Regions from separate parts of the Columba livia genome. Here region 2 is linked to region 1. Evidence: chromatin contacts called from public Hi-C data. All regions are on one chromosome and are shown on one strand. The core of a region is the stretch at or near the end of the contact, and the rest is flanking DNA. Distances in the headings are between cores, read along the strand shown.

The links. Hi-C and Micro-C count contacts between places; a contact is called where the count stands out from the background.
Region 2: a contact with region 1 is called in a Hi-C map of liver, with 2.6 times the contacts expected there. The contact joins the enhancer-like site here to the promoter of EXOC3L4 in region 1. A contact is called at or near these places in 2 of 2 Hi-C or Micro-C datasets (crop and liver).

What each region holds. Positions count from the first base shown.
Region 1 is chr5:11,531,565-11,536,123 of bColLiv1.pat.W.v2, reverse strand. It overlaps EXOC3L4 (exocyst complex component 3 like 4), which reads left to right and starts at 1,809. Exons shown (of 11, transcript XM_013368217.3): 1 at 1,809-1,996; 2 at 3,551-3,950. The coding sequence starts at 3,611.
Region 2 is chr5:11,637,336-11,641,894 of bColLiv1.pat.W.v2, reverse strand. No RefSeq gene overlaps it. Among named protein-coding and RNA genes, the nearest start is that of LBHD2, 21 kb to the right of the region's middle. Within about 2 kb of position 2,209, at least 1 of the 3 cell types and tissues checked has an H3K27ac peak away from gene starts, as active enhancers do.

The DNA.
Region 1 (4,559 bases), core at 560-3,059:
GGAAGTAGATGTATTATAGGAGCACCCAGCTTCACCAGTTTATTGAACTTTGCCACAACCAGTGTTTTATTTTCTTGGAAGCCCCCTCCTGGAGTGAGGAGACCCTTAGGTTTCCTTTTTAAAGAAAATTAACACTCACAGCTAGGTTGGGAATTATGAACTTCTAGCAAAATTGAAGGAAAACTGCAAACAACTGCACAACATAGTAATGATATTCTGAGTCCAGATTCCTGGAATCAGGATTGCCCTAGTGGCATTTTCAGGAGCAAGCATGCTCCTTGAGAGCTGGTGCTAGGAGAGAAAACTGGAGAGAGCTGTGGGGAGAGAGGTGACCTAAACTGGAGTGCAGGGCTCCCCCGGGGTTGTGTTTATTAGCGTCCAAGCAGGCCCTGGTGATAGCTGAGTTTTGGGATAGCTGACAGCTCCCAGGGAGGTGCAGATCAGGTCCCATCCGTGTCGGACCTGCTGCCTATTCTGGCTGCACCCCAGCCTTAGCAAGCCAGCCTGTACAAACCGACACCCTGTAAATGCCTGGCAGAGGAGGCAACTACCATTCAGGATGGAAAGAGGTTTAGCTGGACTTTGTGTCCAAAGGGGCTTTCCATACCTCAGCATGTGGCTGAGTAAACAACTCTCTCCCTTTGTCCCTTTGTCACCCTGCCAGAGCAGCGGAAGTGTTACCTGTTGCAATTTTCCCCAGCATGGCAGGGCAGTCTCTGGCTTAAACATGGCTTTGAAAAGTGCAAGCATGAAAAGCTCAGCACTGGTGTGTGGGAGGCTTCAGGCAGGACTCCCCCCAGACCATGGGGCATCCCAAAGTGATGCTCTTCGCCCAGTGCCATCAGTCTGCTACTGCTCTTCCCTGTTTAGTTTATCATCATTATTCCCAGCCCACATACTTTCCATCACCAGGATGCACAGCCTCTTCCAGCTGTAGGGAATTTACGAACCCCTCTGTTCTCTGAGCAGCACCAAGTCCAAATGCCACAGGACTTTATTCCATCAGTCCCTCACTGAACCCCTTGATCTCCCCTGTCACACTGGCAGGTGATGTGCTTCCAGTTTCCTAAAGCAAAGAAGTGCACAGTATCAACTCCTGATTTACCCCTCTTGCTTTACACCAGGGTCTCAGCCACCTGGGACTGCCTGCTTTGCCCAGGCAGACAGCCTGGCAAGCTCCCCAGGGTTAAATCACTTATACCACTCAACGAGAAGCCAAGTGACTGTGTTTAATGCAGTATAAACCTTCCAGACTCTTGCATATTTTTGCTCCTTTGCTTTAAATTGCCTCTGATGTACTCAAATGCTCTTGGAACGGAAGGATCCAGGGCTAGTGTCTCCATGGAAATTAGTACCTCCAGGGCAAAGTAAGGAGTGCTGAGGTGAATATATAAATGTATAAATGCAGGATACAGCCGTCCCCATCACTCACCCATGCCTGTCAATCATTACTGAGACTGAGCCAGCTGTGACCTCCAGAAATGGGGCAGAACGGGGTGAAATGCAGCCATTCCCATGCAGCAGCTCTGAGGCTACTTTTGAATCCCCACAACCCAGACACCATGGGGCTTTGCCCCACCAGAGCAGGACCAGGTGCCAAAATCTTCCTCCCCCTCACTGTCCTGGGTCAGGTCAGCCCAGCAACTCACCCCATTGTGGAGCTCCTGGTCTCACCTCCATCTTCATCTCTAGGGTAAATAATTAACCTTGAATAACCACAGCTTGTGCAGCATTTCTCCTCCCCCTTCTCTTCTTTTAAATGCCCCAGCATACTGAAAGTGAAACAGTGCTGGAATCTCTCCTGGAGAGCAAACAGGCAAAGCTGCCCAAGGTCTTGGGCAGGTGGGGACACGTCTCTTTTTTCTACTTTGACCACCCTTTTCCAGAGGGCAGAGGAGTCTGGAGAGCAGTGCCATGCCCAGAGGGAGCCTCTCGAGCAGCGCGGGCGTTCAGAACAGTGCTCCAGCCAGCTGAGGTGGCAGAGAAGATTGATCCGGTCAGTGTCTCTTCCCTTTCCTTGACCATGGGCTCATATCTTATGGTTCTCCTACCCTGTCCCCCTCCACCACACTGCTCACCCCTTCAATTGCTGCTGCTCCTCTGCTCCTGCCACAGAGCCCAGATGCTGGTGTGAGATAGGGACTCAAGCCCCTTCCTACTGAAATCTCTGGAAAATGGGGTGCCCTCCTATTCCTTCAACTCTCTGTATGGCTGTGATGGGGTGAGCTCCTGGGCAAGGCAAGGAATGATTGAATATCTCTCTGAGAGGCGTGATGCAGGGTCTGAGCCCCACTGTGCCAGCAGCTCAGCAAACCCAAGGGAAGGCACAGTCCCTGCTGTTTACAGCCTGTGAAATAATTATGCACAAGAGAATGAAAATCTGGCCAAACTCAGATCAGGGAAGGCTGAGATGTATTTCCAGAGTTCCAATGTGCCCATTCCCAGCAATCATATTTCAGTCTCTGGCTCCTGTGACTGGGATGGGCCTGAGACAGGCATTTCCTGGGTGACCTCAGACAATAGCTGTTTCTAATGATTTAAGCTGATTGCTGAGCTGCTTTGAGCCTGCCATGGGGAAATGCAGCATTTTCCATCCTCTGCAACAAACATCATCCCCATGAGCAGGCCACAATAACGGATGTGGTGAAAGTCCTCTGCAAGGGAGAGAAAGGAAGGCAAAACCTCTCCCTCTGCCCCCTTCACAAGCACCCAGGCCAGCCATCGGGGCAGGCAGAGTGGAGCTAGTCTCTCTGTAGCAGGGCAGGAGCTGATCAAGTGCAGGAGCACTTAGAGGAGCACTTCTGTTGAAATCTGAAATCTCCTGCAGCTTCCCCTGCAGCTCACACAGGGGCTTGCTAGGCCCTCGAGATACCTATTCTCAGCATGCCGGAGAGCCGAGCTCTGAGGCAGGATGAGCGATTAGAACCTTTATAGCATCCTACAGCTTCTTGTGCTGTAACCATGATGATTTGGAGTGAGGAGATTGCTATGGGTTTGGATGGAAGGGGCTAGAGCAGAAGGGGCTAGGTCAGCCACACGCTGGGGACCGCTGACCCCCAGGCCACCTCCCAGCAGTGGCAGGTTAGGGCTTGAGCAGGGCCGAAGCAGCAGCATGACCCGAAGTTGTCATATCCGCATCAGAAAGCGACAACAACCCAGTGAGACTCAGGAAGAGGTATCATTCTGACAAGGCTGGAAATCTATCTAGAAAAATGGGAAGTAAAAACATACGTTGTTACCAAGCGAAATGGTAAGTTTACAGAGATTTCAGCATCTCTGATGTTTAGTAGTTCCTTGGTGATGGAGAAATAGCTGCCACTTGCCTGATTTATGGAGTTCAGTAGAGCCTTCCAAAGCTAAAAGCAGGCCAGCACCTGGTGTCTGTGGGTAGAGAGATTGTGTCAGTAGCTACATGCTAGAACAACTTGCTCTGTCCTTGGATTAAACACAGGGAAGGGATGGGCCAGAGTTTCAGTCCGGGAGTGACTTTGGAGACAGGAACACCCTGATGTGAACCTCTCATCTAATTCTGCTGTTTTGTGCATTTCAGTGATTATCATCAACCTGTTTGGAAAACCTATTGTTGAAAGGTATCAAGATTAATAGGAAAATGGAGTTAAACGCAAGGAGCATAACCTCAGAACCAGCCCCTCCCACCAACAACACAGAGGAGGAAAAGATGGAGGTTGCTTCTGAACTGAACAGCCCAACGATGCATAGTGGGAATAGTGGGTTCATTGAAAGAGGGATTAAAACAATGTTAAGCTTCCGAAAATCGAGACGAAGTCTGAGCATAGAGAAAGGAAAGGAAGGTACTGGTACTTGGAAACGAAAACTTTCTTGGCGATTTTCCAAGAGCTCTGAGGAGAATGAAACCACAATCTGTAATGGCGTGGAGGTGATTAGTGAGAAGATAGAAGCAGAGTCCATTCAAGGAAAACCTCTCTCAGGTAAGAAGCAAAAACATCACTGTAATTTGCTTGGCAGGGTATATGTAAACTTTAAGCAATTTGCACTTTGCAAGACTTGGGCCCAACAGGGATGCTGAAGAACCAGGCCTCCCATGACATGACAGAGATAACCGTCACCTCTTGCACCAGCTCATTGGGGTGTTACCTGGCTCAGCCTGGGCAGGTCACCCATCACTGAGCAGGCTGCTTTGTGGCCTCCACTATGTTAGTTTCACCATATCCTCGACTTACCTACAATCAATACATCAACCTGTTGGCTCACATATCAGCAGACAGATCATGCACCATGCACATCAGCCATCAATCTGCTGAGCACTGTTTGAGAACTGCTTGTCTGACAGTATCTAAAAGTGCAATGTGGGCTATTCCTGTGCTATTGCCTGCCTTGCATTTTTGGACAACTTCTGTTCTCTCAGACTGTTGGTCCCCAGACTGTGCTCTGCAGGTTGCTGCAAGGGCTTGAAGTGGAAAAAAAGAGTTTGGATGTGATCTGCTTCGGCACCTCCACCTTGGTTCCTAATCTGAGAGACTGCCTTGCAAAGGGACCTCTGCAGATGCTTTTACTCTCTTAAGCTGACTTTCCATCTG
Region 2 (4,559 bases), core at 960-3,459, 110 kb before region 1:
GTTAATGAGTGAGGTTAACACAAAGGCATTTCTAGCCCCACCACAGCTTATTTGCAGATGATGTTGCTGAGATCTGTATGACCAGACTGAAGGGACACAGAACCAGTCAAAGCAAAACCGGTTTCTTCTCTCAGCTCTGAACTGTCTTCCTATCTAATAGCCAGGCTCCATCTTGGTGGGGAAATGCACCAGTCTGCACGATACTATTTGGAAATAGCCTTGCTTTGTTTTCCAAAGACTTCAAACATTTCTAACACATGCAACCCTTGCTAAATTTTCTGAGCAAGTGACATGTAAACAGTGATTCTTGCAGACAAAAAAAGTGGTTTTGCCACTTCACTTACACCCTTTGTACCGTGAGGCAAAGGAGCTTTTGGGTGGATCTGGGGCATGGAAGATGCAACTGCTACAGGGCATATTCCTCCCTGCTAAAGGCACCAGGAAACCCAAAGAAACCTACTGGGGTAGAAGGGCAAGGCAGAAGCATCACCAAATTGTGTTTTTATCCATAAATTTTCAGTACTCAATGATTTATGTTTCTGAATAAAGCACATCAAGCATGTTGAATAGCCCAATGGCTGTTCTACACCGAAACACTTTCTAACTCCTTTTTCACATACTGACACTAAGTCTTATGGAGTATCTCACAAGTGGAAAATGAATTGGAATTGAAATAAATTGTCCTAGTGGCAGCTGCAGGCTCATGGGTGTTTAATGTGTAAAAGTCTAGTAAGTATCACTTCACTTAAAAGATACCCATTTGTCAAAGGTTTTTTTACAAGCTCTATACACTGCTATTACTATTTGCATGGTTATCAGGCCTTAGATTCACACAGAAAATAGAACCTCTTTGAATCCGACACCTTCCCGCAAGAGAATAAGGAATTGTCCTGCAATCAGTAGCTTAGGCTTGAAATACAGAGGACAGATGGAGGGAAAGGCAGGCACAGGAAGGCTCAGTTACCTACCCTGGTTCTTGCAGCAAAGCAGCAGACCCTAATTCACAGCTCCGCAGCTGCAGACACATCCTGAGCCTCATGTCAGCTCTGTGTCCCCTGGTGCAGCTTTCAGTAACGTGGCTTGTCACTCTTCATTTGCATCTCAGAATGAGTTACAGATGGAACAAGAGATACAGCTGGGACCAAAACATGAGAATGTAAGAGGGGAAAGAATAAAAGGAAGGAGTGAAGGAGGATAAGCACACCTGCAGGTGATTTAGGGTCACAGGGATGAAAGGAAGGGGTCAGGTGACAGAAGCGGATAGCAGTCCTGACAGTGCCTTGCCAACAGTGTGGGAGATACTGAGAGAGAAGGAAGAGGGGTGAAAGGGCTGCCAAACAGGCGCAGGACCATGGTTAATGAAGGAGGTGAGATGCAGGGTGAAGTGTGTCGAGAGGGGGCAGAGGAGCTGGCAGACAGACTGGGAACAAGGAGGAAGGCAACAGCTCTCTGAAAGTACTGTAAGCTGAAGACTTAGGTGAAGATTTAAGATAGGTTGTGGGTAGATGGAGGATGCTACAGAGACAGGCAGGCCCAACCCCATGAGACAGAGGGAAGCAGCAGGGGAGGAAAACGCAATGATACTGACAGGGATGCAGCTACTACAGGCTTTAGCTTGTGGGAGTGCAGGAAAAGGAGAGGAAAGAGGAGTAACAACTATGGATGGTCTTTTTGCTTGCGAGAAAGCACATCTGTCCCTAAAACTGGTGGTAAGGCATGAATGTACTAGCATTAAATGGCCAACTCCCCACAACTGAAGTCATTAGCATAGCTGTGCAGCTGGACACACCCTGGAAAACTCAAATTTTTACCTTACAAGGAGAACGATGTGCCTGGCCGAGTACCACGGCCCAAACGGCAGTTTCGTTTCCTACCCACTCCGCGGGCTGAATGACGGCTAAGAGACGGAGAGGGCTGCCCGGGGCGGGGGGTCCCCGGAGCGGGGGGATCCCCGGCGCGGCCGCCGTGCAGGCGCTGCGAGGCCGCCGAAGTTGCGCTTTTTGGGGAGGCCCACGAGAGGGAGCCAGGAGTAAAGGAAAGGTGGCTGCTGCCGCGGCCCTCGGAGCCCCCGGCCCCCGCCCGGCAGCTGCGGGTCCGACTGCGGGTCCGCGGGAGCGACCAGGGCCAGCGCCCGCCCCGCCGGCCCCACGCACATCGCGCCATGCACGGCCTGCGCAGCTGGGGGTTGGCCCCCAAAGGGTTAATAACATACGTACACATAATTGAGATAAAAGCTGCAGGCAGGCTCGTTGACATCCCTCTGAATACCCATGGAGTAAATTTAGCATGTAGTCTTTTCTGTCAAAGGCTAAACTTGATGCAAGTGGCAAGGTGGACGCTTCTCCTGCTTGTCCTTCTTCCTCCTGCTGCACTGCTTCAGGTCTTCAGAGAAACCTGTCTCAACAGCGCTGTCTCAGCCCCACTGCCATGGCCCTATTCCCAGTGCAGGGGCCAATGGGTTGGGTATGGTCCCATACGCAGCCCTTGAGCATCTTCCCCCTGATGAATGGAGGATGAGGAGCTCAGTGTGAGAAAACTCAGCATTGCTGGTAAAGGCAAGAAGTGCTTTCTCAGCACCCACTGAAGTCTTCACGTTTTCATTTTGCTGGGAACTAAACGGGGTTTGGACTTGCCCAGGGATGATCCCTTGAGCTCAAAGCTAATAAGGAAGGCGAGCACATGCTTGTGTTAAACCTTCGTTTGAGCACTTTGCTGAATCCACACCACAACACCTTTCAGAGAGAGAACTGGACCCCGAGGAGCTACAATTCACTTATTTGGGCATCTGTCCCTGTGTTACTGATGGCTGTGGGAGATGTGGTCTCAGGCCCAGAGAACAGGGGGTCATCAGGACCTGTGCACGTCCCTGTGAGGGCCACGAAAGTAGCAGGGAGGCTGCAGCTCTGCTCAACAGAGTGAAAGAAACTCTCGAGGCTGCACGGGTAACCTGACACATAGAAATCGCTGTTTTAAAAAATGGCACCAAAGGGAAAATATAGCCCTTAATGAAAGGCAAATTACTAGCAGGCTCTCCCCAGCGAGTGTTTGGGAAAGCATACAGGGCCCATGTTGTTATTACTCTCCTGAAGCTTCCTACCACACTGCGAGAGGCACAGCCAGTGCTGGATAAATAATACATCATAATTTTCAATTCCCAGAGAGGTGACTTGGAGGTAGTTCAAAAGTTCAATGAATTATCAGTTCCCCTCGAGTTCTTTATTTCTCTTGCAAAGGATGCTATCAATCTCGATAACTCACTAGCTACCAAAAATAATAATAAGTAAAAGATCATTATGTTGAAATATGTGTTGTAAAGCAGCATAGCAATTTGGAAGATTAATTCAGTCCAGAAGGGGCAATAGCTGCTGGCTAGAGATGGGCTGGACACCAATTACTGCTCTCACTCATTACTTCTATGGACAGGGACTGGGAAAACACCTGCAGTGCATGAATAATTCTCCTTGAGTTAATATGCTTTCATTCAGTGCTGATTAACTCTATTTATACCTCATCTATGGTGATAAGAGCAACGTGATTCACTCCTTTATTTCCATGACTCTCTGATAAACTGCATTTATTTGCCACCTCTGACCTCCTCATGTGCACACTGCCTATTAATCCTTCTCAGCTGGGGCTGCTGCTGCCATCCCAGGCCCTTCTGTAGCCATCAAACAGCTGCTTCTCATTTTCCTTCCTTCGTTTAAAAGCACCTGCTACAAAAATGTGGGTCAAGGGGGAGAATAGACTGGAAGTTTCACTGTGATTATGGGTGAGAGGAGGGTGTATTTTGTGCACATAATATCCAGCTCTGTCTAGTTCTTGTCCTGTAGTGAAGCCTCAAGGTACTACTGAGGAAATAATGATCAAATGTGATTTGTTTGTGGTATTCAGTTCTGGATGACTGACAGATGGAAGGTAAGGGAATCTGACCATGCCTTGACATGTAAAGCATGACTAGCTTGAAATTGAATGTTGCCATTGAGGCCTGTGTCATGGGGTTTGTTTTGTTGGGGTTTTTTTTGCTTTGATTTTTCAGGTTTATTTTCCTTTTTTTTTTTTTTTTTGTTTCCTATCTCTTGCCCTGAGTCAGGGCTACAGGGTCCATGACCTGGGGCTTACTTATCCAGCAGGCTGATTTAAATGCATTATGGCCACACACCATCCCCTGAGGCTGTCAGGGTGAAGTCTGCAAAAAGATCTTGAGCATACATAATGTTTCTGCTCCTCCATCAGCACAATGCTACCCAAACCCAGCACTAAAACTTTTCTCAGGATGGGATATGAAGTAAAAATATCTGACTGCTTGCAAGAAGTAGAGATGCTCTTTTGCTCCTTTGCAAGTGGAGATGCATTGCCCAGTGGAATTGCTCGCTGGTAAAATCTCTCACAGTCACAACAGGACCACAGATGCATAAACTACCCCAGCCAGGGAGCAAGCTGGGGGAGTTTCATTTTGGTTGACAGCGTCACTCTAGGAATGGCTCAGGTTTTGCTGAGCTGGCAGATGGCCTGCGTTTTCTTCTGAGCTCCCTTCCAGCCTTCCAAGTCCAAGTACTGCA